Regions from separate parts of the Mus musculus genome. Here all the other regions are linked to region 3. Evidence: chromatin contacts called from public HiChIP or PLAC-seq, Micro-C and promoter capture Hi-C data. All regions are on one chromosome and are shown on one strand. The core of a region is the stretch at or near the end of the contact, and the rest is flanking DNA. Distances in the headings are between cores, read along the strand shown. Region 1 overlaps Fstl4 (follistatin-like 4). Region 2 holds the start of 0610009B22Rik (RIKEN cDNA 0610009B22 gene). Region 3 holds the start of 9530068E07Rik (RIKEN cDNA 9530068E07 gene). Region 4 overlaps Fstl4 (follistatin-like 4). Region 5 overlaps Fstl4 (follistatin-like 4). Region 6 holds the start of Sar1b (secretion associated Ras related GTPase 1B). Region 7 holds the start of Jade2 (jade family PHD finger 2).

Region 1 (2,700 bases), core at 21-2,520, 680 kb before region 3:
GGCCCACTTTTGTATCCATTACTTTCTCACTGCTATGGCTCAACTCCTGACAAGGGGCAGCCTAAGAGAAGCAATGACTTGGGCTTATGTTTGATGGTGTGGTTTATCCAGGCAGGGATAGCACAGCAGCAGCAGTATGTAAGGGTGTACTCTGAGTGGGTCAGGAAGACAGGACAGGAAGTTGAGCTGGATCATAAAACTTAAGACCACCCCCACTCCCAGCAAACCACCTCCTCCATCTAGGTCCCACTTCTGAAAAGTTCTTCAGTTTCCTGAAACAGTGCCACCAGGTGGAGACAGAGTGTTGGTGCATGCACCCGTGGGGGACATTCCACATCCAAACCATAATTGCCTTTCAGGTGTGCTTCCTCATACTTCAGAGCATCTGGTCATCACCAGGTGCCTCACACTCCCTGCCAGCCACACCCACAAGAAATCAGGGGTCCAAGGGCAGACCAAACAATCAAGTAGGGTGCTGGGGGTTTCACTCTGTGTTATAAGTTTTACCTCTGGGCTTTTGCTTGGAGCCTTGGAGGCAACCTTGGGCATACAAGGATCCTCACTGAGATATAGGCTTTGGATAGCTCTGGCTTGCATATCCCAAGCCTCCCCAACACTACCATTTAGGGGAGCAAGCTTGGAAATCAGAAGTATGACCTTCGGTGCTGAATTGCGCATTCAAGTTCCGACAAAAGCTTTGCAGAAACAGTGAGATTCATGATGGCAATACGGCGCTATCCTGTAAAAGGCTGACATTTCAATTGTTCTCATTTATATCTCTGTAACCAAATCTTTTGCCTCCTCTGCAGCCACTTTAAAGTATTTACTAATATTCAGAGAGCTCTGTGCAGAATTTTTAGTTTCTCTATGATATACAAAGTCAGGCTGGGCTGTGTGAACCCATGAACATGAAGTGGCTCTGCAGCTCCAGGAGAATGATGGTAGAAGTGTCTATTCACCCAACCCTGCCCCTCCCTCCAAGAGTAAGTTTTAAAAAAACACACCAAAGCATCATATTTTAATGAGGTGGTTTTTTTTTTTTTTTGCAATTTGTGTATAATAGATTTTCAATAAGAACCTGTAATTAGTTAATTTTCTACTATTCAGTTGCTCTGCACTGAGGCCATTGAGAGCTTCCAGCTGGGATCTTTAAAAAAGGAAGGACTGAGTTCCAGACAATGGCAGAAAACGTTGAGCCTCACAATGCAGTTACAGTCCTTAGGAGGAAACCACTGAGATGAGAAAGAGGCAGTGTGGTTTTGAGACTTCAAGGTGGACAGAGGAGGAGGAAGGAGAGGAGAGGAGGAGGAAGAGAAGCAGAGGCAAGCCCAGGGCAGTCTCTGGGCTCCCAGATAATGGGGTGTAGGGCTTGGCCCATGTGAGGGGGCATGAGAAAGATTTCTTGGAGGAGGAGTCTATTGGGATCACCTTGAAGTGTGGGGGACAGCATGCTTCTCCCTGGAGAATGCAGAGGGGAATGCCAAGAATGTTTAAATACACGAGAAGGTTGTAGAATCATGTGCATGGGCCATCCCAGTTCTGTGACTTGCTGGTGGTGTGACCTCAGGTTGGATACTTGAACTTCACTGAGTTTCTTTCTTTAGCTGAGAAAGCGATACAGCACACAGTGCTGGCTCATGTTGAACACTAGGTGTCTCTCTGACTGTAAGAGCCCATTATCTACAGTGATAACTGATCAAACACAGACCCTGAGTGAGGGTGGTGTGCTGGCTCTGAACCCATCCTCTAGCCTGGCCTCACTGCTCAAAACCTAGGGCTAAATGTCAAGGATGAAGCAATATCCGCCTACAATTGCAGTCAAGCCCACCCTTTGTGGTTAACCAGCCGGAGAGAGCTGGTTGGACGTTTGTGGCTGTCTTATTTCACCACCTTGGTGATGAGGAGTCTGAGGAGGTTGGTATGGAAGCCTAGGATGGTGGCAGCCATTATTGGTTCCAGGGGATAAGATGTGCACAGCCGGACTCAGCCTCCCTCCCACTTTGTAGCAAAGATGATGGAAAACCATGTGCAACGTCCTAGTCCGTCTGATTCAGAATCGCTTGGTTACAAGAGCCAGGCCGTAAGGAGATCAAAGTTTTCTTTTCCTTTTCTGTATGCCTAGGGCCCCCAAGTTCCAGAGGGAGGCTTGGGTCTGATTCCCACCCTGTCAGCACCTTGGGGTCCCTGGTGACCTGGAATGTTACCACGTGAAGCTCATGTGGCTGCTTAAAACCTGCTTCCCCCCACCCCCAATCCACATGTTTGCTGGGCTTGCCCTCAGAGGATTAATTAAGCGGACAAGTATCTTTCTAAAAAAGTAGGAGACACTGATAATGAATTTAAAGAGAGGGGAAAAAAATAGTTCTCACTTAAGTGACCTGCTTTTCCCCCACGATCCCAACTTGAACATTCAGAAAAGTGTAAAAACATGCGGAACTGAGAAGCTTTTTTTTTTTTAGGTGAGCGACTTTTAAGTTAATTGACTGTGATGAACAGTGAGGACTAGCTTGCAACCTGCTTTCCAGTAGCCCTGGAGCCTGGGTCTCTGCCACAGCAGGGACAGGTGGCTGTGGGGGAGGAGGGGAGGGAGGCGGAGGACACGTGCAGAGAGGACACTGCAGCCTTTAGTTCCTAGACCTGACTTTGATCTGGGATGTCAAATGCAACCTGAAAACAAGGTTTAGTTGATAGATGGAGTGA
Region 2 (2,700 bases), core at 96-2,595, 710 kb after region 3:
ACTTTTATTCCCTTCCTCCCTAACTCCCATTCCTATCAAGATGACCAGAGGTTTAGGACAATGACTTTTTTGTGCCTTCAATTTTGAAGGGAGATGAAATGGATGGATAAACATGCTGCTTATGTAGAAGTGGGCAGGTACCTGACCAAAGCAAAGGAGATGTAAGAAATCAGTTTTGTTATTTATCTATCAAAGGTAGGTAGGTAGTCTGCCATTGGCCAATATTCCAAAAATTTTCTTCACTACCGCCAATAAAAGAAAGCTGCTTCACTCAAACAAACAAACAAACAAACAAACATCTTCTCCACCTAGTAAAGTTTTGTTTATAAACCTCATGCATCCTTTCTCCCTCCTGAATTCCCTGCTGCCTGGAATACAGACCTTTAACTCCATTCCTCTAAGCTTATTCTTTCAGAACTAGCCAAGCATGAAGGTCGGACCCCAGCCACTGGGGAAAAGACACCATGATTTTGATCCTGAAACACCTTTTTTACAAATAGAACGTGCCTTGTAGAGCTACTTCGCTTTGTTTATGTTTCTAGCAAACACAAAACGAAAACAGAAATGCCAAACTTTATCTTTAGTCACTCTGTGGCCCCAGAGAGAAGTCAATGATTTTTAGCCAAAGTAGCTTCGAAATGTCTGTTTAAGGGAAGAAGGAATTCAGGACGCCAACGCTAGATAAGTCTCACTATAATAAACACATAAGGAAAACCTGTGAACAATGCAGACATACACTTGAAAGAGCAGAGTCCTTGATGATTAACAGCACCTAACACCAGTGATTTGCGCCCTAAACCACCCTCCCATTACGCATTTCCGCCCACGCATACGGCCAGCACCGTCTGGACACAAGCGCCCGGTGCTGCAACCTCCATTTTGCTTTCTGGCATTCTTGTAGTTAAAAGCTCCGCCTCACTTGGCAGTCTGGTCCACATCTCCCGCCAGGCTTCCGGTCTCTACACCTCCAGGCGAACGTCAGTGACAACATAAGCAAGTACGCGTGCGGTGAAGGCAAGGATTGCTCTAAGAGCCAGAGGAGGCCCGCGGGGACCCCGACGTCCCATGAGGCCTTGACCCAAGATGGCGGACAAAACCCTTAGCGCAGCCTTGCTCAGAGACGCATGTGCGCATGCCCGGTCGACTGAGCTGCCCTGATCCAAGATGGCGGCCGGACCGGGGCTGGGGACGGGCTTAGCGCGTTACTGAGCATGCTCAGTCTTCCGTCACTTGCGTCAGGTCGGCAGCCGGCGCAGGCCGCTCAGTCCTTCCCGGAGAGGCGGGAACATGTACGCATGCGCAGTGAGCAGTCTCGGCTAGTCGGTGGGCGGAGCTACCCCGCGGGGTGGACGTTGAGTGTGTGTGATGGCCGGCTGACCTGCTTTCCTCTTTGAGCTTGTCTGCCCCTGAACTAGAGGGAAGTCGGCTTAGGTGAGGTATTTATAGTTGTCAAAATCCCGCACTCGCCTGTGATCCCAGCGCTCAGGAGCCCGGAGGGATTGCCTCAAGTGCTGTAGGACAGCAAGACCCTGCCCAAAGCAAAAAGTCGGGAGCTAGAGACTGGGAAAGTGGGGGCCGTCCAGGGAGGCTGGGCACATACAGTTCAGTCACTTTCGTGGGTGCGTACTTTGAGTTTTCCTTGGGATTTGTGGCTCAGGGGCAGAGCCCTTGCCTAGCACCTGGAGGTTTGGGATTTGGTCCCCAGCACCAGAAATAAACAGTTAAAGAGGGGCAGTGTAAGATAATCGCAGCACTGGAAAGGGGGAGCTAGGGTAAGGAATTCAAGCCATTTTCTGATACTTGTAGGCCAGTCTGGGCTTCATAAGACCTTTTATTTTATTTTTTAAAAAAGGTTAATAACAAAATAAAATAGCAAAATGTACGGGTTTATTTAATGGACTCTGTCATCGTGTTGTAAATGAATCTGTGGGTAAATAGATGTATCGCCATCTTTAATAGCCCCAAAGCAAGGATGACAGTCCATCCTAGTATCTTTAGTTATCCTTTGGCAGGTTCATCCATGTGTTTTAATGTGGTTTTCAGCCCTTGTCACCCTCTCATCCCACACCCACTGAACCCCCTTTCCCTTCTATTTTCATATCTATACATTTTTTAAAATTATTATTATTGTGGATGTATGTGACACATCATGGGAGTGCCTGCTTGCTATATGGTACATGTGTAAGAGAGGACAACTTTGTGAAGTTGATCATCTCCTCCTCCTCCTCCTGTCTTCTTTCTTCTTGTGACAGAGTCTCTTTCTGTAGCCCTGACTGTCCTGGAACTTGCTTTGCAGAACAAGCTAGCTTTGAACTCACAGATCCTCTAGCCTCTGCCTACTGAGTTCTGGACTGAGCATGCGTGTGTACCCACTGAGTTTAACTTGGGTATTTATGGGTAGGGGTTTATTTATGGAGCATACACAATTTAATGGTGGATACACCAATGAGGAAAAACGAGTCCCCTGAACCAGCAGCCATTATTTACTTGTTTTCAAGAATAGGTGAGATTCTTTAATTCTTCGGAAATTTTTAGTGGAAACTTAGGTCCTCTGAAAGAGCAACCAATGATCTTAACCACCAAGACCTCCACTGAAAGCCTTGATTAAATTCCTAAAGCTATAGTTTTTATTTTATGACGTGTCTCTTAAACGATAGTCCCTTATCCTGGGTTTTTTGGTTTTTGGTTTTTGTTTTTTTT
Region 3 (2,700 bases), core at 51-2,550:
AAATCCTCATTACATTCTACCCAAGATATAAGAGCCTTGGAAAACCTAGTCTTTCCTCCCACAGACTCCAAAACCCTCCAGTTAGGGCAGTCAGCTGCCTGCTTTCAGTGCTGCTGAGGAAGGAAACTATGTATGCAACCCAGCACTGTAATAAAGGGACGGGTGATTGGCTGGAGAGTCTCCCTGGGCAAAGAAGGAAGTCAGCCCCAGTTCACATTAAGTTTTCATCTGAAAAAAAAAATCAATAAAGACTTGGGGAGAAAATGATTGCACGCTGGACAGAAAGAAAAATATGACTACTCAACAATGCTCAGTTTCTCCTGCTAAATCTCTGCCTCGGTTTACAGATTTCACTTTCAAGAACGGCTTTAATATCCTGATTTATGCTATAGCATCTGCAAGAAAAGAAAGTTTTTCTCAAATGAGGCGAGAGGGCGTTCGGTAAAACCTCAGCTCAAGGAAGGGCATCTGCCGCAGACACGCTCTCTCCCTTTGTTTCTAAACTCTACTCCTCCTCCAAGGCCCTCAGCCGGTCAGCGTCCCCGGACTCTGCCTCTACACCAAAAGCCCCAGAACTTCTCAGACCTCAGAGATGGAATCCACAAACAGCTCCTCCCCTCTTCCACTCTGGAACAGTCAATCAATTCAGTCCCAACACTGGGTCGCTGTCCCTATCTTTATCTCTGACCTCACCATTTCGAAGGGGAAAACAAAACAAAAACTTGCCTAGCCTTGCTTGTCCCTCTAACCTCAAGCATCTCTCTTAACATCACTCTCCCCAACTCCGACTATCTCTTCGGCCTGTTTCCTATCCAGTCTGCGAGATCTCTGTACTCCCCATTTTGGGGACCTCCCCCCTCCACACCGAGCGCCCTTCCTCCAGGGAGTGTATTCTCAGAGACTCCGTCCACGACACGGGGACTTCCCGTCCCCGCCCACCTACTCGGGTCTCTGAATCTCACAACCCCACTTCTCAGGCCTGGGGAGACCGCACTGGGAGCGCTTCCCAACTCGGGCCCAGCCCTGGGCGCGGGAACTCGGCCGGTGGGAACCACCGTGAGTCGGCGGCGCTCCGTCCCCGTCGGGCCCGACCCGGTCCCTCGCCGTCTCCCTGCGTTCATTACCAGAGCACAGGACGGGCACGAGCAGCAACGCCAGCACCAGAGATCGCGCCAGAGCCCCGAGGCCCCGGGCGCCCGGCCCGGGAGACAGCTTCTCTCGTGCAGCCCCGCACATTCTGCCCAGGGCGGAGGCGGCCATAACGGACTCGGCCCCCGAGCCTGCGCTGTTGCTAGGTTCTGCGAGGTGACGTCAGATACGCGTCCGAAGCGCACTCCCGAAGCAGCTACGTCCCGGCGTGATGACGTTGCATCTCTGAACCCGAAAGGTTAGCGTGGGAGTGTAGAAAAGGGTGCTTAAAAAAAAAAAAAAAAAAAAAGGCGAATGGGACGGATTTATTTTCAACTGGTGGTTTTTTGTTTTGCTCTGTGGTTTATCGTTGTCATCTTTGAGATGTATTTCAGGGGTCATCGCTTAAGAGCACTGGCTGATTCCCCCAGAGCTCCTGGGTTCGATTCCAAGCACCCCTGTATGTGAGGACTCACACCCATCTGTCCCAGGGTATACGGTGCCCTCTTTAGGCATCCTCAAACACTAGACGTATAACTGATGCAGAAACTCATAAGTAAAACAACTACACACAAGTTTAATACACTTAAGAAAGATTATATATATATATATGGAGCTGGAGAGAATGTTCAGCTGTTGAGAGCATTTGCTACTCTTGCAAAGGACTGGGTTTGGTTCCCAGCACTCAGATTAAACAGCTCACAGCCACCTCTAACTCCAGTTCCAGGGGATCTGACTATAAGACCTCTTTTGATCTCCACAGGCATTAGGCATATGGGGTACACAAACATATATGCAAGCAATCATTTCTGAATTAAAACTAGCCAGGTGTGATAGTGCATATCTTTAGTTTCAGCACTCAGGACGCAGAAGCAGGTAAATCTAAGTGAATTCGAGTCCAGCCTGGTCTACAAAGCGATTATAGAACAGCCAGGGCTACACAGAGAAACCCTGTCTCAAAAAATAATAATGATAAAATAAGCATTAAAGAAACAATAAAGAAAGAGTAAAATTGTGTGTAAGTTCAAATGCCCTCCAGTGCCAGAAGAGGGCGTCTACTCCCCTGGAGCTGGAGGTTGCTGTGATTATGAGCCACCCCATGTGGCTCCTGGGAACCACACCCTGGTCCTCTACAAGCACAATTGCTCTAAACTGTTGAATAATTTCTCCAGCACCCTTTTGGTTTTGGTTTTGAAACAAGATCTCAAGTGGCCCAGGCTGGCCTCAAAATTCCTTTTTTTTTTAATTTTATTTTTTAATTAGGTATTTTCTTCATTTACATTTCAAATGCTATCCCAAAAGTCCCCCATATCCCCCCCCACTCCCCTACCCACCCACTCCCACTTCTTGGCCCTGGCGTTCCCCTGTACTGAGGCATATAAAGTTTGCAAGACCAAGGGGCCTCTCTTCCCAATGATGGCCGAGCCGACTAGGCCATCTTATGCTACATATGCAGCTAGAGACACAAGCTCCGGGGGTACTGGTTAGTTCATATTGTTGTTCTACCTATAGGGTTGCAGACCCCTTTAGCTCCTTGGGTACTTTCTCTAGCTCTTCCTTTGGGGGCCCTGT
Region 4 (2,700 bases), core at 52-2,551, 630 kb before region 3:
CACTAGGGTGGCCATGCTCTTGAATGGTCCCAGTCAGGACTGTGTCATTACTCAGTCCTTCTGGTCACCATCTGCCAGGCCTCCCAGACACATTTCCTAGAGCCAGCAGGACCCCTACTTCCAGGCATGTGGATGTGTATGCGCGCGTGCGCGAGCGTGTGTGTGTGTGTGTGTGTGTGTGTGTATCTTGGTTAAAAACCAATGAGGGCAGTCACAGAGATTCTGCTTCATTTTAGGCTCATTTTAAGTGACACTCAGAGAAAGAGCCATGAAGCCTGGTTGTATCAAAAACAGGTGCTCCAGTAGCATCCTTTTTACAGGATGTGGCTTGGGACAAAGTCTGAACAGCCTTTGTGTCATTTAAAGCTAGATAACCTATTTAGACCTCTGGAGGGCTTCAGATTTTTCCTGATGGAGCTACCCAAAGGGTTAGCTGGCACCTTCAACTTTGGGCTTTGGGGACTGGGAAAATCTTCCAGAGTGTTGACTGCCTTGCAACATCCTGAGAATAATCAAATGAACCCTGAGTGACGGTGCACACATGGGATCATCATACAATAATCTGTCTCTGGAGTAAGAGACCTACTATGTGCAGACAAGAATAACCAATGTGGGATTCGAGCTGCAACAGTCTGCTTTGTGGCCAAGGGCATGCATGTGGTTTCAGCCTGCAGCACTGCCTTCTCGCAAGGACTCTACCAGCAGAGGTAGTCACAAGCCAGAGGGAGGAATGAACAAGACTGCAGCCAAAGGCTTTGCTCAGAATAAAGTGGGCATTGTCTGTAAGCAGGTCCTTAATGGGTGCATGCTGAGCAAATGCTGTGCTTCATCCTCTCTGCTAGGGAACCCCTGACCATCACCTAGTGGGTGTTGTCCAGCATGGGAACACAGGTGCCCTAACCTCCCTGCAGTGCGGAATTCTCAGTGTGAAGCATTATCTGGCTCTACCCACAACAATGCTCTTCTCTGTGTGGGAGCATTGATTAAAAATCTGTGTAATGGGTGACTTCTGTGTGCATCTAGGCAGTTTCTTCAGCATTGAAACATTCCTTCCAAAAGGGAGGAGACGGAGACTCACAAGATTAAAGAGGTGCCTGGGGAAGCTGAAACTTGCAGGATTCATTAGGACTCCTCCTCAAGCTTACAGAGATAGAAAATAACTGCTGTGCAATGGGGAAAGACTCTGACCAGGGGAGCTCCAGGGAGCGGATTCTTCTGCCCATCAAGCTGCCTACAAGCTGTGCAGAGAGCTCCGGGTCACAGCTCTCATGAGCTGTCACCAGCGTTAGGCGGGCTCTTCGGCAGACAGCTGCTCCCCAGTTCCCCATTCTTGTGACCTCCCACCCACACACCAGAGACTAACCCCAGTAAAAGCTCTTCAGTTCACCAAGTCTTGGTGCAATCACCACTTCAGTGAGCAGTGGCTTCCCTTTCTAGGCTGAGGAGACCTGTGCTGTGTCTTCCCAGGAAATGTTTCTCACAGAACAACACAGGAGGGGCGGCCACATGTAGGTTCACAGGAACAGCAGTGTAGACAGAGGGCAGGCACACACTGCTTGGTCGGCAGAGTTGGGCACAGACCCCAGAAGTGCTTGCTCCCAAGTGTCTTCTCAGATCGATGCTTTCCCACAGTAGCTATCCTCAGAAGCACAGATATAAGGGAGACATCTCTTCTCTCTCTCTGAGCTGAAATGGAAATCCCACAGGAAAAGGAACCCTGACCCTCCTGTCAATCAAGGTCATCCTGCCCCGAAGGGTAATTAGAAAGGGTGATTTCACAGGGCCCCAGGAAGGTGCTTTTGATCTGTCCCTAATGAGTCTTCTACTCTGTGCTGGCCAGTCCCTCCTCCAACTGTCCACTAAGGTAGAGCCTAAACAAAGAGATTCGTGCCTTTGTATAAAGAAACAGTGTTGGGTGTGGTGGCGCACACCTGTCATATCAGCATCCAGGAAGTGGAGCCAGAAGGACTGTGGGCTTGAGGCTAGCTTGGGCTACATTCAGAGTTCAAAGTCAGCTTAGGTTACACAGTGGAACTCAAAAATATCCCAACAAGCCAAGAAAAGAGATATGAGGCAGACTTATTTAGACCTCCCCCCCTCTCTGGATAAAGTGAGAATGATCCTAGCAAGGGAGCCCCCATGAGACAGACACCAGGTTGACCAGCACCTCCATCATGGACTTCCTGGTCTCCAGGACTGTGAGAATAAATCTCTTTAAAGTATTCGGTCAGTATTGTGTTTCAGCGGCCAGATGGACCGAGATGCCACTTGTTTTAAAAAATTCAGGCTCATGACGTGGGCCTAGATACGAGAGGGAAGTTTGGAATCTCAGTCTTTTAGAAGTGGACAGCAACTTGAGTGGCTATCAGACTTGCGTACCCATATGAGAATGGCTGGCTGTGGTCTATAAGCACTAACGGTTCTGATACATCCATCTCTCTTTAAGGCATTCCCTGCAGACCTGCAGTGAGCTCCCCATCTGGTGGGGAGACCTTTGCCCAAGAAACTCATGGTTTGAATGAAGACATCAGTGTGTAAAGTGCTATTCTGAAAAACCAGTGTGCCTGTGTGTGTTATATAAACACAAAGAAAAAAACAACCTATAAAGTTACATTCTATACTATTATCTGCTATTCCCTGTGATGGTAAATAACTTCTATTTTCTCCTTTGTGCTTTTCTGTATTTCCTAAAATTCTAGA
Region 5 (2,700 bases), core at 40-2,539, 600 kb before region 3:
AGATCAGTGTTACAGACCTGGTGGCCAGAAGCTCTGAGCTTGCCTGTATGAGGTGTGACTCAGTACTAGCCTGAGCCCCACCAGAGGCTGTTCAAGGTGGGTGAGTTCCAGGATTGCACCTGTAACAGTGAGTGTGGCTTCCTCGTAGCACAGTACACTTGAGAACTCAGTGGGTTATTTTGCTTCCAAACTCTGGCTCCTTGGTCCTCAGCAAGATGAGTGTTCCCATCTCAGAGATGGCGTCCAGGGTGACACATGGAAAAGCTACAGTTGAACGTTGCCTTCAAGAGTCATGCTGGCATGCGCTATGATTGTGACAGAGCTGAAGAGTCTTTCAGAGGTGGCTAGGGCACTGACTGGCTTCATACTGCTGTAGCAACTATCTGACAAAGCAGCTCACAGAAGGAAAGCTTTTCTTTGGCCCACAGTTTGATGGCACAGTCCATCACAGCAGCAGGAATGTGAGGCAGCTGGTCACACTGCATCCACACTCAGGAAGCAGACTGACAGATGCTGGTCCTCAGCTCACTCTCATCTAGTCTGAGGCCCCAGCCCCTAGGACAGTGTCATATTCAGTGTAGGTCTTTCCTCCTTACCTAAACCTTTCTGGAAACATCCTTACAGAAGGGATTCTAAACCCAGTCAAGGTGACAGAGAAGATCAACCATGACAGTCACAATTGCATGAGTGCCACCATAGTAGTGAGGTGGTCACCCAGGTAGGTTCCTGGTCAACTCATCTCAGCATGTCCTCTGCCCTCTCCTGCCTTCCTGTCTGTCCTATCATGAAGCAGTGCAGAGACCATGCTCTTGGATTTCTTTCAGCTTCCTGAAACAAGACCACACAGATTTCTTTTGTTTATAATCTACCCAGCCTACGGTATTCTATTAATGCAAGAGGAAACAGTCTAGGATGAGGGGAGAGCCACTCATGTTTCCACCCGGGATGTGGACTCCTGGCTGATGTGTTTTCCTCAGTGTTGTGTCTCTGTGTCTAGAATTCTTCTCCTGCTTGGTACAGATGGTGGCCCCGCCTTTCCCTCCACTTGTCTTGGAAGTGGCTGTTCCATCGCTCAGAGAGAACCACCTGCCTCCTGACCGCCATCAGTGCTTATACAAAAGACCCCAGGATGAGATCCTAAAATTCACATACACCCTGTGGGTCACAGAGATGCTCTGAGGAAACCACTCACTGCTGAGCCCAAAGGAGTGAGTGAGTTGGATACAGAAGATAGAGGAGCACACACAGCACCCAGAACCTCCAGAATCTTGTCTGCCATCTGCTACAAACCCTAGCCTGGCACAACAGCGGCCTCCAGCTTCTGCTGGCAGAGAAGTCCATGAGAGTACATGATCCCTATGGGTGGCTGGGTGAATGCTCGATCATTTATGCATTGGTTGTGTGTGTGTGTGTGTGTGTGTGTGTGTGTGTGTACATATGTGCACATGCACGTGTATGCACGAGTATGCAAATTCATAAGTGGAAGCCAGAGGTCAATCTCAGGGATTATAGGTGTCATTCCTTTTAATATTTTGTTTTAAAAGAAGTTCTTAAATATTTTTATTTATGCGAGTGCATGAACACTTGCATAAGTTATACACACCATGTACATGCAGATGCCAGTAAAGGCTAGAGGGCATTGGATTCCCTGGAATTCAAGTTACAAGCAAGTCTGAACTACCGATGTGGGTGTTGGGAACCAAACCCAGGCTCTTCCTAAGAGCGGTGACTGCTTTTAACTGCTGCACCATCTCTCCAGCCCCAGTCCCCACCCCCAGCCCCTTTAAGACAGGGTCTCTTTCACTGGGGCTGGGGGGGTATTGATAATTAGACTATCCTGGTTCAGTCCGTCAGTCCCGGATCCTCCTGGTTCACATATGTGCCAGTGCACCTGGCTTTGCACATGGATGAACTCAGGTCCCCAGGCTTGCATGGCAAGCATTTTCCCTACTGAGCCATCTCCTCAGCTGTGGTCACATCTTATTCACCAGGAAGAGACTGGTCCTGTGGGCAGAAACGAGGTAGCTGGGCAAGGCTTACTGCCAGTGCATGACCTACACAGGCTGAGGACATCGGGACCTCTAGGTTACCTTTCTCACTGGGATGAATTACTTGTATCATCACTGGAGTAAATGTTTAAGTTCGCACGTAACCTCATAGTCCAGGCTGTTGAGGAATGGTAAGCGTTGAGCTGAACAGAGACCTCTCACTTAGGTCAGGGCTTTGGCTTATGTCGGCCTATTAAACAGGGCACCAGGGTGACACTATGAGGCCTTGTCTTATTCACGGGGAGCCGGGCCAGGGCTCTCATCCTTCCCAAACTGAGTGCTAGTCTCAACCTCACAATGAGACTCCAGAAAAGGAGGAGGGCCGTGGGGCTCCAATCACTAAGCTTGGCTTTAGAGAAATTGCTCTTTGGAGAGGTACTATGGATGGGGCTGGGGCTGGGGCTGGGGCAGAGCCAGAGGCCCAGGCACCATGGATGTACAATATCACTGAGCCGTGCCAAAACTTGTCTCGGGACTTAAGAGTTCCCTCAGCTACCCTCAAGCAACCACACACTTGAACCTTTATTTACCAGGCCTATGCTCCTAGGTGCTTGGTAGTAGCCATGTGACCCAAGACAAGCGCCTGTCTCTCTTATTTAAAACTATAAACAGCATCTCTCTGGTCCTTAGGAGATGCTGAGAGGGCTGAGTG
Region 6 (2,700 bases), core at 73-2,572, 630 kb after region 3:
GTGTCAAGTCCTGCTTACATTTCTACTCCAATAGCACAAGGCAGAGGAAATCTAGAGTTCACCGTATTCAAACTGCAAAACTTCACAACTACAGAATCGCTTCTCTAACATCCTGACAACAAGGACACTTTCCTTTTCTGTAAACTCAGAAATGCCTGGGAGCAGCTTAACTCTGAGACCAATTTTGTTTTCTTGAGATAAGATCTTCGAAGGCAGACTTGGCTCAAATGATGCCCCTGCCCTCTTGAGTAGGTGGAATTGTAGGGTCAGAGTGCCTGCCTATGTTCAAACAAAAATTTTTTAAAGGTCAAAATATTGTGGTCACAAACCCAAATGTACCAAAAGGTGCAATGGTAGGCATGCATTGCCCTGTTTGACTGATGACACTCATCATTGGCAAACTGTAAAATCACCCTTATTGGTCACCTGTAAAATAATTGACAGGGGTGTCTTCCTTAGCAGACTGCGGTGCTGTACAGGTGGCACCTTCTTTTTCACTGTAACTACTCTGACCAATATTTAAACAAAGGACACAGACATTCAAGGTAAGATGACACCCACACAGAGCTTGATTTAAGAATGTTCAAATACGTGACAGTAAGTTCAATTTACTTCATCCCAATACGTTAAACTCCTAATAAATTTTTTTCCTTCAGTTAACAAGACTACACTTGAACCTTTCAAAATAAATTTTATCTTATCGTAAAATCTTGACTTTTCCCCCCATTAGTATCTTTCCCCTTCATTCAACCCGGCTTGAGCTATACGGTAAGTACGGAGAATGAGGAGGCCCAGTGACCGCCACACTTACTGGGACAACACAGAGCCGTCCTAGCCTCTCCAGCTGTCTATGACCCCTAATTCGCTCATCCTACCAAATGGGGAAACTGAGGGCCAGGGGAAGGAAAAGAGTCTCGCGTGCGGTACTCTCACTCTTTCCTGAAATACTTGCCCTGTGGCAACCACTGTTTTACCCCTAGAGCCACTAGAGCGGTTTCCGCAGGTAGGGATCGGTGTTGTCCCTCACCCTGCGTGAAAAAAACAAAACAAAAACAAAACCCAAAACAACAGGCTCCCTGTTCGCGAAGGACCCGAGACAAGAGCTCTGGGTGAGTGGGCAGCATAAAGAGTGGCCTTCCGAAGGGCCACAGCTGTCGCCCGCTCTCTTGCCCGACGAGGGCACTGCCACTCACCTGCGACTTCAGAGAACGCAACCCTGCTCCGTGCCCGTCCTACACGCTCCAAGCCGGCTGTGCAAAGCGCTATGGCTGCCAGGGCCCCAGCTCTTCTCAGCTCCTTCCGGGTCGGCGGGTGCCTCGCTAGTGACAGTCCGCAGGTCCCAGGCCCCGCTCGCCCTCAGTTCCGCCTCCTTGCGGTCTCGCCACCAATCCCTGTGCTCCGGACCACTTCACTCCAACCCCAAGAGGCATGTGAGATTTTTTTTTTGGGGGGGGGGGGTTGTTTGTTTGTTTGTTGGTTGGTTTTTCGTTTCTTTGTGTAGTCCTGGCTGTCCTTGAACTCACTTTGTAGACCGGGCTGCCTCAAACTTAAGAGATCACCTGCCTCTTAAAGGTATGGGTCACCACCACCACCAGGCTGTTTCTTTCTTTTCCCCCCTCTCAGTAATAGGGGGTTGCAGTCCACCACCAAAACGCATTTGCCACCCTTTAGTTATTTTAATGTTGAAACAGGATCTCACAAAGTTGCTCAGGCAAGTCGTGAATGTATCATCTTCCTGCCTTTGCTTCTGAGAAACTGGGATTGCAACCTTGTAGCACCAGGTCCAACTTGGCATCTCTTTCCTAAAACTACATCTTTTGAGTGACCCTTGAGTTTATGCTAGGATATGTTTTACTTCCTGCAATTCTTTGGAAAGCCCACACCCTGCTCTTGGACGTGTCTCATTTGTCCTCTGAACATCCCTTGCTCTTAACCCTCGTGCTCAAGCCTATATTAAAATGTCTTTCTTAATTTCCACCTAAATACACCTTTTATAGGGAGATGGCTGGAAATAGAGCTCAATGGTAGAATGCCTGCCTTAGATTATAAAATACTCTGAGTTCAGTCCCCTGTAACACACACACAAAAGTGGGTCCTGTTTGTCTTGTTTGAGAAAGGGTCTCTCTACATAGCCACTCTACATCTGCCATCAAGTGACAACTAGGAGTTTAATCCCTGGAACCCACAAACTGAATAAACAGAATCAACTCCTGGGAAAGTTGTCATCTGACTTCCACAAGTACACCACACTGAACAAAGGGTGACATGTTTATTATTTAAAGTATGGAAGAACAGAAAAATAAAAACTCAGATCATTTTTTTGAAGAATCTCAATCGTACCATATTACCAGTTTTTATTTCATGGGCAGAGTTGTAAAATACAACACTTAAGTCAGGCAGTGGTTGCAAATGTCTTTAATCCCAGCACTTGGGAGGCAAGGGCAGGTGGATTTCTGAGTTTGAGGCCAGCCTGGATTACAGAGTAAGTTCCAGGACAGCCAGGGCTATACAGAGAAACCCTGTCATAAAAAGAAGAAGAAGAAGAAGAAGAAGAAGAAGAAGAAGAAGAAGAAGAAGAAGAAGAAGAAGAAGAAGAAGAAGAAGAAGAAGAAGAAGGGGAGGAGGAGGAGGAGGAGGAGGAGGAGGAAGAAGAAGAAGAAGAAGAAGAAGAAGAAGAAGAAGAAGAAGAAGAAGAAGAAG
Region 7 (2,700 bases), core at 179-2,678, 540 kb after region 3:
TTCCTTCCTAGAGAGAAGGTGAGCTCCCCAGGCACAGCGGGTTGGGTGGGTGTGGCCCGCAGCTCAGGGAACCGACCCAAGGCTCCGCCACTGCCGGCTAGCCGCCCGACAGCCCGCCCGCCTGGCGAGCGCAGGCTCTTCTTCCAGAAACTGCGAGGATTGGAGAGCACTGTTTGTGCACCACAAGGTCAAGTCGGGAAGTGGAGTCGGAGGAGGAGGGGCGAGAACGAGAGGGTGGGGAGAGGGGCGCCCCGCTTCTCTGCCAAGTACCAGCCCTGGGAAGTTGCCCCTCGGTTTTTAACCCTTTGCGGCTATAAGATGCACGAGGCAGAAGGAAGGGGGTACCCCGGGGCAAACTCCTCCTGAGGCTAGGACATGTTGCCACCCTGCTAGCCACCCACCCATCACAGTGCGCCTCACCCCCCCTCCGGAAATGCAGGGCAGCACCAGGCGCCAGGAGGCACCCGCGAGGGGGAGGGGGCAACAAGCCCAAGAAGGGACCCCCTCCCCTTAAGGACAGCCCCTCTCTTCCGGAGGTCGCCCACAATTTCAACTTTCCCTGCCTAGGATGCTAGTTTGCATTTGGTGTGGGTGGGGGAGGAGGACCGCGCCCCCTCCCCCAGCCCCTTGCGCGCCCCTCCCCTGCACTCCTGCCAGCACTTTCTGCTCACTTCTGGCGCTGCAAAAAACGCCACGCGATTTATTCGATTTCGATTTTAAAACCAGTGATTCCGAAACCGGGCGGAGGGCGAGGGTCTTCCAGCACCAGAGTCCCTGGGGGTGGGGCGGGCGAGCTGGGTACTCCGTGCAAGCCTCGTTTCCTCCGCGAGTGTCGCCTCCAAGCTGTTATTTGCAAAGAAACGTCTTTTTGACGCAGGGAGAAATGGCAAATTTTAAGTACGTCATTAATATGGCGCCAAAAGATTTTTTTAAGTATAAGCTTGCTTTTTTTTTTTTTTAAAGGTTGTGGGGGGCTCCGCCTGGGTCTGGGGCGCGAAGGGGGCGGGGTGTGAGCAGAAAGTGTGAGTGAGCGAGTGGAGGGGCGGGGTATGTGTGTGAGTGTGTGAAGTGTGAGCCGACCTGATGGGACTTGCACGGGCTCAGCCGGCGCTCGGGCCCGGCCCTGGGGACAGGGCGGGTTGGGGGCGCCCCGGAGTCCACGAGGAGTCCGGGCCCGCGTGCAGGCGGGCGGGTGACCGTGTAGGGCACCCCCCCGGGGGGGCCGCAACGCTACCTGGGACTGTCGCCGGAGCCAAACAACTGGGAAGGGGGGGGGGAACACGACAGGGGGGTGCCGGGAGCGGAGATCCGAGTGAATTAGAAAAAAGTGGCTACTCCCCCTCCCTCTCTTCTTGCCCGCCCCCACCCCACCCCACCCCCACCCCAACACATTTTTTCCCCCTCTAAAGAGATCACAAGGAAGTCTTGGTTTAAAAAGAAACAGAAACATACACAGGGGGTTGGTGAATGGTGCCGACCGCGGCCATCGCAGTTGGAGGCTATTTTTTTGGGGGGTGAGTAGCGTCCATGGAGTTACTTTGCGCCCACTCCTAGTGGCACCAGCTCTGAGCTGGAGGGCTGACCATCTTCCCAGCAGGGGTGCGGGGCTTGGGGGGCGCCGCGGCCCGGTCGCCTCCCTCGCCACGACCCCGGATGGATGCGCGCCCCCCGCCCTCCCGCGCCGGCCCCAGGAGCTCCTGGCTTCGGGAGCATCCTTCCCGCGCCGGCCCCCGCCGCCGCGCGTAGCCGAGGGCAGCGCCCCTCGGGAGGGCACCGCGGAGCAAGGTAAGAGCCAGCCCCCAGCGGATGGGCCCTGCGCATCTCCACGGCATTATTTTGTGGGCTTTTTTTTTTTTTCAACAGATCTGCCAGTGCTCCTCGCTCCCTCTCTCTTGCTCGCTCGCTCCCTCTCTCGCTGGCTGCCTGTTCTAGGAAGCCAGCGCGGGGGGTGGGGGGGGGGGACGCACAGCACTGGGGAGAGAGATTGCGCATGTTGGTCAGCCGTGTTTTAAAGAGTACAGTGCGGGGAGGCTGAGAGGGGCGCATGCAACAACTTTTGGAAGGGTGAGCCTGGCGACCTTCTTTATTAATGACTGCGGCAAAGCGCCCCTGGGCCGGCGAGGGGGCGCGGGCGGGTGGGGGCGCTGGGGCTGCAACTTGCCTCGCGGGCTCCGGCCGGCCCGAGGGGCTGCGGCGCTACCGGGGTGCGGGGTGGGGAGGCTGAGTGGCGGGCACCGGGGCACGGGAAACCTGGAGCTATCTGCCCTTCTGTCTCCCGAGTTTCATTTTGTTGATACGCAGCACGTCCGGGTGCCGAACCGGGCTGAGCCGATGCACATGACCCCGCACTGGGCTCACGTGCAGCCGGTCCAGTCCTAGACACCTTCCGGGGGCCACCGCCTCCGCCCTGCGCCCCCTTTCCAGGCTGGGTGCACGAGGGAGCTGCACGCGGGGGCAGCATGCTCGGTTCTTGGGTTCAGAGGCATTGCACAAATTAGTTTTTTTTTTTTTTCTTCTTAAGGGGCGGGGGACAACGTTCCCAGGTGAGTGCTGGGTGCGCAGTCCAGGCAGCCAGGGTGCATACTGGGGTAGTGGACAGCAGCTCTCCGGTGCTGCGCGGGAGTCCGGTGGGGGAGAGGCACCGCGAGAGTGGAAATGTACCGGCGACGGCCGGAGCGGCGGGTGCGCGCTCGCGGGGCG

What was found. Promoter capture Hi-C pulls out the DNA fragments that hold promoters and counts their contacts. Hi-C and Micro-C count contacts between places; a contact is called where the count stands out from the background. HiChIP or PLAC-seq counts read pairs in DNA pulled down with a chosen protein or histone mark. Capture Hi-C pulls out chosen DNA fragments and counts their contacts.
Region 1: a contact with region 3 is called in a promoter capture Hi-C map of hematopoietic stem and progenitor cells, with 3 times the contacts expected there. The contact joins the enhancer-like site here to the promoter of 9530068E07Rik in region 3. A contact is called at or near these places in 5 of 39 promoter capture datasets (frontonasal cranial neural crest, hematopoietic stem and progenitor cells, hippocampal neurons and 2 more) and 3 of 115 datasets of contacts at active chromatin or transcription factors (DN3 thymocytes, cardiomyocytes and stem cell-derived neural progenitor cells).
Region 2: an H3K27ac HiChIP or PLAC-seq map of regulatory T cells shows a contact between it and region 3, with 7 times the contacts expected there. The contact joins the promoter of 0610009B22Rik here to the promoter of 9530068E07Rik in region 3. A contact is called at or near these places in 9 of 39 promoter capture datasets (the C10 cell line, cranial neural crest, fetal liver and 5 more), 1 of 484 Hi-C or Micro-C datasets (CD4 T cells) and 4 of 115 datasets of contacts at active chromatin or transcription factors (bone marrow-derived macrophages, large pre-B cells, memory CD8 T cells and 1 more).
Region 4: an H3K27ac HiChIP or PLAC-seq map of DN3 thymocytes shows a contact between it and region 3, with 15 times the contacts expected there. The contact joins the enhancer-like site here to the promoter of 9530068E07Rik in region 3. A contact is called at or near these places in 10 of 39 promoter capture datasets (the 3T3-L1 cell line, 3T3-L1-derived adipocytes, HPC-7-derived erythroid cells and 7 more), 5 of 115 datasets of contacts at active chromatin or transcription factors (DN3 thymocytes, embryonic stem cells, kidney and 1 more) and 1 of 9 other capture datasets (adipose tissue).
Region 5: a contact with region 3 is called in a promoter capture Hi-C map of hippocampal neurons, with 4 times the contacts expected there. The contact joins the enhancer-like site here to the promoter of 9530068E07Rik in region 3. A contact is called at or near these places in 2 of 39 promoter capture datasets (the HPC-7 cell line and hippocampal neurons), 2 of 115 datasets of contacts at active chromatin or transcription factors (cardiomyocytes and stem cell-derived neural progenitor cells) and 1 of 9 other capture datasets (embryonic stem cells).
Region 6: a promoter capture Hi-C map of liver shows a contact between it and region 3, with 2.6 times the contacts expected there. The contact joins the promoter of Sar1b here to the promoter of 9530068E07Rik in region 3. A contact is called at or near these places in 5 of 39 promoter capture datasets (liver, neutrophils, pre-B cells and 1 more), 2 of 115 datasets of contacts at active chromatin or transcription factors (large pre-B cells and memory CD8 T cells) and 2 of 9 other capture datasets (liver and macrophages).
Region 7: a Micro-C map of embryonic stem cells shows a contact between it and region 3, with 2.6 times the contacts expected there. The contact joins the promoter of Jade2 here to the promoter of 9530068E07Rik in region 3. A contact is called at or near these places in 7 of 39 promoter capture datasets (the HPC-7 cell line, the SN4741 cell line, hippocampal neurons and 3 more), 1 of 484 Hi-C or Micro-C datasets (embryonic stem cells) and 1 of 115 datasets of contacts at active chromatin or transcription factors (pancreatic cancer cells).

What each region holds. Positions count from the first base shown.
Region 1 is chr11:53,077,706-53,080,405 of GRCm38.p6, reverse strand. All of the region lies in intron 6 of Fstl4 (follistatin-like 4), which reads right to left. Among named protein-coding and RNA genes, the nearest start is that of Gm11186, 41 kb to the left of the region's middle. Within about 2 kb of position 1,270, at least 23 of the 459 cell types and tissues checked have an H3K27ac peak or open chromatin away from gene starts, as enhancers often do. A contact at or near this core is called in hematopoietic stem and progenitor cells, where this site is marked.
Region 2 is chr11:51,687,279-51,689,978 of GRCm38.p6, reverse strand. 0610009B22Rik (RIKEN cDNA 0610009B22 gene) reads left to right here and starts at 1,345. Exons shown (of 2, transcript NM_025319.2): 1 at 1,345-1,431.
Region 3 is chr11:52,395,028-52,397,727 of GRCm38.p6, reverse strand. It overlaps 9530068E07Rik (RIKEN cDNA 9530068E07 gene), which reads right to left and starts at 1,300. Exons shown (of 3, transcript NM_153117.2): 1 at 1,125-1,300. The coding sequence starts at 1,260.
Region 4 is chr11:53,023,247-53,025,946 of GRCm38.p6, reverse strand. The region is part of intron 4 of Fstl4 (follistatin-like 4); the gene reads right to left. Among named protein-coding and RNA genes, the nearest start is that of Gm11186, 95 kb to the left of the region's middle. Within about 2 kb of position 1,301, at least 12 of the 459 cell types and tissues checked have an H3K27ac peak or open chromatin away from gene starts, as enhancers often do. A contact at or near this core is called in DN3 thymocytes, where this site is marked.
Region 5 is chr11:52,993,485-52,996,184 of GRCm38.p6, reverse strand. The region is part of intron 3 of Fstl4 (follistatin-like 4); the gene reads right to left. Among named protein-coding and RNA genes, the nearest start is that of Gm11186, 130 kb to the left of the region's middle. Within about 2 kb of position 1,289, at least 1 of the 459 cell types and tissues checked has an H3K27ac peak or open chromatin away from gene starts, as enhancers often do. A contact at or near this core is called in hippocampal neurons, where this site is marked.
Region 6 is chr11:51,762,285-51,764,984 of GRCm38.p6, reverse strand. Sar1b (secretion associated Ras related GTPase 1B) reads right to left here and starts at 1,322. Exons shown (of 7, transcript NM_025535.2): 1 at 1,194-1,322.
Region 7 is chr11:51,856,396-51,859,095 of GRCm38.p6, reverse strand. It overlaps Jade2 (jade family PHD finger 2), which reads left to right and starts at 1,428. Exons shown (of 13, transcript NM_001357588.2): 1 at 1,428-1,785. The coding sequence starts at 1,658. Gm30110 (a long non-coding RNA gene) reads right to left here. Exons shown (of 2, transcript XR_388628.2): 2 at 2,499-2,700.